Regions from separate parts of the Sus scrofa genome. Here region 1 is linked to region 2. Evidence: chromatin contacts called from public Hi-C data. All regions are on one chromosome and are shown on one strand. The core of a region is the stretch at or near the end of the contact, and the rest is flanking DNA. Distances in the headings are between cores, read along the strand shown. Region 1 has its middle 54 kb from the start of UBE2V1. Region 2 holds the start of SNAI1 (zinc finger protein SNAI1).

Region 1 (3,076 bases), core at 119-2,618, 64 kb before region 2:
GAACACATTTCTCTTTTGCATTCAGAGAGAAACAAAGAAAGGAGGTTTGGGGCTTGTTTTTTTAACAAGCTCCTGGTGAAGCTGTTCCCGCTCACCCTGCAGGACAGCTGATTGGCTCTGGGTCTCAGTTTCCTTGTCAGCAGCATTGCTGGTGAGCTGACACAAGGAAACCAGCTTCAGGAGGGGCGAATTAGCGTGAAGAGTAAATATGACATCTCTGAGATTCCGCTTAGAGCTGATCATGTAGAAAATACATGTTGCCTGGAAGAAAGAAAAAGAAATACTTGCTTAAGTCCCCAAAGACACCACGTATGGGGATGAGGTCCACCTCAGTGTGGTCTGTGGTAGTGAAAACAGGCAACAACCTAAATGTTCCTCAAGGAGAGCCTGGAGAATAAGCTGAGGTGACTTCCCAGGGTGGAATACTACGCAGCTATGAAAAAGAACAGGGCTAGAGGGAGGGCCTGGGATATGTTGCTGAGTAAAAACCGCTCCAATGTATATCTTGATACTATTGTAAAACAAAGACAAAATAGGAAAGAGAATAGATACGGATTTGTTTGTGGACCCTCAGACAACCTCTAGAAAGGACCAGATTTATTTTGTTTTTGAAGCATGTAGAATTTCCCCCGGCCAGGGGTCGAACCCCTGCCACAACAGCAACTGTGGCATTGCAGTGACACCCGTGCCCCTGCAGTGACAGCACCAGATCCTTAACCAGCTGTCACTATAGACCTCCCAGAAGACACTCTTAACGGGGGCAGGGCTAAGGGTCAGAAACAGGAAGAAGTCCTGGCTTTTTCTCTTTTTTTTTCCCTCCAGTTATTATTATTTATTAATACAAAAGAGTTCAAGCCAACAAAGAAAACATAAAGAATAACATCCCCACCACCAACCCAAGAAAGAAAATGTGGAGAGAACTGGGCCTCAGTGACCCCTCCCGGTACTTTCCTCCCCGCTCACAGGAACCTCCGTTCTAAACCCGCAATTTATTCTTCCCACGAGTGTCTTTGCTACTCACTTAGCACCCTTGAATTTGACTGTTTCGTGTTTTGTTTTTTTTTCTTCTGTGTGCGTTACCTTCCCCCTCAGAGATGTAGAAAATTAATTTCAAAGAAGTTTTCTTGCATCATCACCCCTCCAGATTGCTCCTGGAGCTCCAGTTTCCTGGAACAGGGGGCTTCACCCCTGGTCTGGGCCCCCAGAGGCCCCCAAGGAGAGCAGCGGAGCTGGCGGGGGAGCAGATGAAGCCCTGGGCACAGGAGTCCAGGCTCGCTCGCTGGGCTTCTGCAGGCCCGGGGCGTGGAGCCAGCAGGCTGGAGCCAGGCGGCCTCCCGGGCCTCCTCACAGCCGCTTTTGATAAAGCCCCTCTGTGCATGGGGTGGGGGGGCCCGGCCGGCTGGAGCCAGCTCACATCTGGAGGCCAGCACAGGCCCGGGGCAGCCGGCGCGGCTGACAGCGGCGCCACCCCGAGCCACACGCCCGGCCCTGGGTAAACAGGCCCGCGCCCACCCAGCGGCTCACCTTTCGCCCACAAGGCTGCCTTTCTTCTCGGACCCGGGCCGAGGCCACCACGAACATTCCTCCCAGCACAGGGCAGAACGGGCCGCTGACCTCGAGGCTGGGCCGAAATGTGAATCCAGGCGCCAGGCGGTGGGGTGGGGGTGCATGGGAAAGCACCTACTGTGTGCCAGGTACCAACCTTGTTTCAGGTTTACTGCCACCCTGGCAGGGATACATATGGTTAAAAGTGTCTGATCTGGAGCTAGGAGACCTAGGTTCAAATCCTAGCTCTGGCTGTGTGATCTTGGGCAAGGCACTCACCCTCTCTGAGCCTCTTCTGTAAAATGGGAATTAAAATAGTCCTTCCCCCAGCAGTTTATGTGAATATTAAAGAAGTTACCCTAAGTTTTGCTCAGAAGAGTGCCTGGCCCATAAGAGCTCAATATTATGACGCTTCAGTCACTCATTCGGCAAAGCTGTACTGAGGGTGTTCTGTGCTGGGTACAAGGGTTAAGATGGTGGAAAAATGGGGACTCAGCTGTCAAGGAGCTGCATCCCTACTCAGCTGAGCAGGGACACTTCTGAGAGCAAGGCCCTCACCTTGTCCCACAGCCTTCTCCCCTGGGACGAGTCTACTCTCCAGCCACCCAAGGGACATCCAGGGCCAGCCTGGGCTCCAGACTGCAGGGGAGTGGACAGTCAGGCCAGGGCTTCCCACCCCTTTCCCCAGGGCTTACCACCCAGGACTGGCGTGGGGCCTCACCTCCTGTGCCAAGAGGTTGGTGGGTAGGGGCAGGAGAAGCAGCCAGGTTTCCTGACTTTGGACCAGGTGAAGCTGCTCCAGTGCACACCCAGCTCCTCCTTTTCCTGGCACTGGGGCCCTCGTTTCTTCATTTGCAGGGATGAGGGGGTGGGGACATTAGGTACCTCCTGACCCTCTGTTTCCCCATCTGCCAGAGGGGCAATAGCACAGGTACCAGTCATGCCATGGAGTTGGGGAGGGCCCTTGAGAGAGGCCCCAGAAAGGGCACGGGGCCTGGCACAAAGGGAGAGGTCTGAGTGGAAGTCAGGGCGCCTTCCTGGAGGAGGCCATTGTGCTCTAGTGGGGGAAGGAGAAGCAGGAATCAAAGGAGCCTCAGGGAGAGAGAGAGAGAGAACTGAGCCACTACCTGGTACACAGCCCACATACCACCCAGCATGTCACCAGAGCCAGGTCTAGGTCACTGTTCCAGCAATCCAACAAAGTCTATACTCTAGCCACCCCCATTTTACAGATGAAGAAACTGAGGCCCAGAGAGCAAAAATAATGTTTTCCCTCAGGAACTAAAAGCCAGGAGGCCATAATGCCCCTCCCTCCTTCTTTCCCTCCTCCCTCCCTTCCTTGGGTCTCACTGCACCCTCATTCTGCGCTGGATTCGCCGAGCCCCTTTGCCGAGCCCCTTCACACCGCTGTCAACCACCAACCTGGAACCATCCTTGCCTCTTCTGGGCCTCAGTTTCTCTCCTCTGAGCAATGGGTTCAACCTCTCCAGACCCTTCTGGCCCAGTGTCCCTGACTCAGGGCCGCAGGAGT
Region 2 (3,478 bases), core at 43-2,542:
GGCCCAAGCCTGGGAAGGCAGCATAACTCTCGGCCTCCAGGGAGGAGGCTGAGGTGGAAGAGAAGGACGAAGGAGCCGGTGAGGGTGGGCTGGGGGGCTGGGAGCCTTTCCCACTGTCCTCGTCAGACAGGGAGGTCAGCTCGACAGCCCTGGGGATCTCCTGGGGCAGAAGGGAGGCCCAGCCAATCGGCTGGGCTTGGGGTGCCAGGAGAGAGTCCCAGATGAGCGTGGGCAGTGAGGCGGTGGGATTGAGGACCTCAGGAGGTGGGATAGCTGCCAGCAGGTGGGCCTGGTCATAGGGCTGCTGAAAAGTGAACTCTGGTGGGGAGACAGAGAAAAGGGCAAAGTTAGGCATTAAGTTGGTCAGTCAGTCTGTCAGTCAGCAAACATTTGCCTGATGTGGGCCAGGGGCTGAGTGGGGTTGGCACTCCGTGCTTATTAAATGAATAAGAGAGGGTTACTGCTTTTAAATGAGTAAAAGACAGGTTTCTGCCCTGGCAGAGCCCACTCCTCAGCCAGGTCACCCGTTCTTCCATCTCAACTTCCAGATCTTACAGGAAGGATCCCTCCAGCTCAGGGAGGTCATTCCTAGGTTTCCTTCCTCCTGAGCTGACCAAGTCCCCAGCCTGAGGAAAGACCCCAGCACCCTGGCCCCTAATCGCCTCGGCTGCCGAGGCACTGCGCTTGTCCCAGACCCCCTTCCATACACGTCTCTCCTCCTGCCCCCTCCCCCCAAATCCTCTGGACTCCGGACTCTTCCCAGACACTGGCCGGCGGGTATCCAGACACAAGCCTCTTCCCCCCATTTCAGTGCTCTTGGGGCTCCCCGCCTCTCGGCGCCTAAAAAGTCCCCTCAGCCCAAGACCACCGCCCTCTAAAAGCCCTCTCCCAATCTCCCAGATCCACCTGCCCGGGGCTAGTCACATCCCTCTCCACGTTTCTCCAGGCCGTATCCTTTGACTCGACTTTGGGCCCTCGACTTTGGGCCCTCGATTTTGACCCCAAGTCCCTTCCCCTCATATGCCGCCCCCGCACCAAGCAGCCTTCACCGAGTGCTCCCCCCAACCCCCCGGGGGTCTGGCACCCCATCCACTCACCTGGAGAAGAGTCGTGTAGCTCGCTGTAGTTGGGCCTCCGTCGGGAGCAGGCGGGCTTCCTGACGAGAAAAGAGCGCGGCATGGTGGCCGAAGCAGCGGGGGGGTCACGGGGTCGCGCAGGGATCGCAAGGCCCTCCACCCGCAAGGCCGTGCAGCTGCGCTGTGAGTGGAGACGCGCCTCCAACTCCCTTAAGTACTCCACCAGCGTGTGGGCGGGGGCCGAGCGCTGCCACGCCCCCTTTGTCACCTCCAAACCAATCAAGGAGGGCCTTCGCCGGAGACCACGCCCCAAGCAGGTGCGCCTGGGGCTGGCGGGGCTCGCGCCGCGTGGCGCTGGGAGCCGGGTGGGGCAACTGGGACGCCGGGCTGAGGGCGCTGCTCTCCTCGCTCCGCTGCGGGCTGCCGGAGGCGTGGCGCCAGGAACCCCGGCCTAAGCCGGACCCCCTTCGGGACCCGTGCGCCCGCCAGCTCAGCGTGGCACAGTCGCCCGCCTCTGGCGCCCCCTGGCGCCACGCGCCGTGGGTCTGGGCACCTGACTTTCCGAAAAAACCGCCACCGCCTCGGGTTTGGGAAGGGGTGGGAAATTTCCTTTGCCCGAAGGGTGCCTCGCAAAGAGCGTGGGATTGACGAGGGAGGGAGATAGGCAATGGACACCTTCAGGTGGCTGCTGGCCGTGTGCAATGCCACAGCCTTTTCTGCAAAGCAAACGGGCATCATCTAGAAAAAAATGCATCCGTTCCCTCAATTATCACATGTTTGCGGAGTGCCCACTAACGTGCCAGGCACTGTTCCTGGAGCTGGGGATACAGCCCTGAACAAAACACTCAGGGTCTCTGCCCAAAGGTAGCACCCCGTCCGGTAGAGGAGACAGACGAAGTAAACAGACAATTCCAATGCAAAGGGAAGTGTGCTTTGATGGGGGGAGGAGGGGGAGACCACAGGGCACTGTGACAGTCAAGAGGCGGGTCACTTGACAGGGGGTCGGGGGCAGCTTCCCAGAGGAAGTGAAGAAATACTGAGGGGAAAGGCCTGAGGTAGGAATCAGTAACTATTTCAGAGCCGCTGAGAGCAGCTCCCAGGGATGGGGGTGGGGTGCAGGGCAGAGGGGTCAGGTCTGCTGGGCGTCCAGGGCCTGGAGGAGTTTGGACTTTGCCCCAAGGGCACTGGGGAGCCAAGGAAGAATTTTCAGCTGAGGAGGGACCTGTTGAGAGTTTGAGAAAGACTGGGCAGGTGGGAAAAAGAAGAAGGGAAGGCAGGGGCTGCCATGGTCTCTTTGCTTGTCTGGGGTCAGCAGTACTGTCTGAAGGACCTAATGCTGGGCTCCACCTGGGGCAGGGGGTGGGAGGGCACTGACTGATTCAATGTGGGGACAGCTGTACCCTTGCGCTCAGCGTTCCTGTGAGCCCACCAACTTTGAGAGCTATGCCAGGCCTGAGGGAGAGATGGGGCACAGAGATAAATCCACAAGCCCCACCCAACTTGTTCCCACCTGTGAAGCAAGGACCATGAACACCTGTAAGCCTCTCCACTCCACACCTAGAACAGGGCTGGGACAACTGTCTGTTTGGGTCATAACAGCGGTGAACAAAACAATCTTCCTTACCCTGTTCTAATTGGTGAGGGGAGGGTAAGGTGGGGGACAGGGCATAGGCAGTCTTTAGGAAGAATATATCCCCTTCTACATCTCTTTAGTTCCAGTCCCTATTTTCCACGTGCCTCCAGAGGGAGAGAGTAAGGCTGTGTCCCTCTGCTCAAACCCTCCCCTGTTCCAATCTGCCTCAGAGTGAAAGCTCTCTTCTCCACAGGCCTCCACCTGCTGATCTGACCTCTGCTGATCTTGTCTGGAGCCACTCTCCTCCGCTTCCCCTGCACTATGATTCCCCGCCCCTTTTTCTGTTCCTCCACATCCCAGCCCTGGCCCACCACAGGACCTTGGCACCTGCTGTTCATCATCCCTGCCCCCCCCCAATCTCTTTCCCCCTAGATCTTCACCTGGTTAGCTCCTTTGCAGTCTTTGTTTCAGTGTGAACTTCGACAACTGCTCAGCCTCATTAGTAATGACTGAAATGCAAATTAAAACCGAAGTGAGATACAATTTCACACTCATCAGAAAGATAAAAAGTTAAAATGTGGTCAATAGCAAGTGTTGAGGATGTGGAGGCAGGAGGGCTTTTGTCCTGTGCTGGTGAGAGTGTCATAGGGACAAGCCACTTTGGAAAAGTTTGGCATCATCTAATAACAGGTGATTCTCTTCCCAGCAATTCTACTTCCAAGCCAAATGCATCCCAGAGGCTCTCAGCCCCCACCTGCAGATTAGATTCCCTGAGGGAACGTTAGCCTGGGCCCCACCCCCAGAGTCCTACTGATTTGATTAGTCTGGG

The links. Hi-C and Micro-C count contacts between places; a contact is called where the count stands out from the background.
Region 1: a contact with region 2 is called in a Hi-C map of omental adipose tissue, with 2.2 times the contacts expected there. The contact joins the enhancer-like site here to the promoter of SNAI1 in region 2. A contact is called at or near these places in 3 of 5 promoter capture datasets (fetal skeletal muscle and liver), 27 of 47 Hi-C or Micro-C datasets (adipose tissue, alveolar macrophages, blood and 14 more) and 2 of 2 datasets of contacts at active chromatin or transcription factors (alveolar macrophages and skeletal muscle).

Annotation. Positions count from the first base shown.
Region 1 is chr17:51,608,878-51,611,953 of Sscrofa11.1, reverse strand. No RefSeq gene overlaps it. Among named protein-coding and RNA genes, the nearest start is that of UBE2V1, 54 kb to the left of the region's middle. Within about 2 kb of position 1,368, at least 10 of the 83 cell types and tissues checked have an H3K27ac peak or open chromatin away from gene starts, as enhancers often do. A contact at or near this core is called in omental adipose tissue, where this site is marked.
Region 2 is chr17:51,544,260-51,547,737 of Sscrofa11.1, reverse strand. It overlaps SNAI1 (zinc finger protein SNAI1), which reads right to left and starts at 1,292. Exons shown (of 3, transcript XM_021077961.1): 1 at 1,098-1,292; 2 at 1-318. The coding sequence starts at 1,179.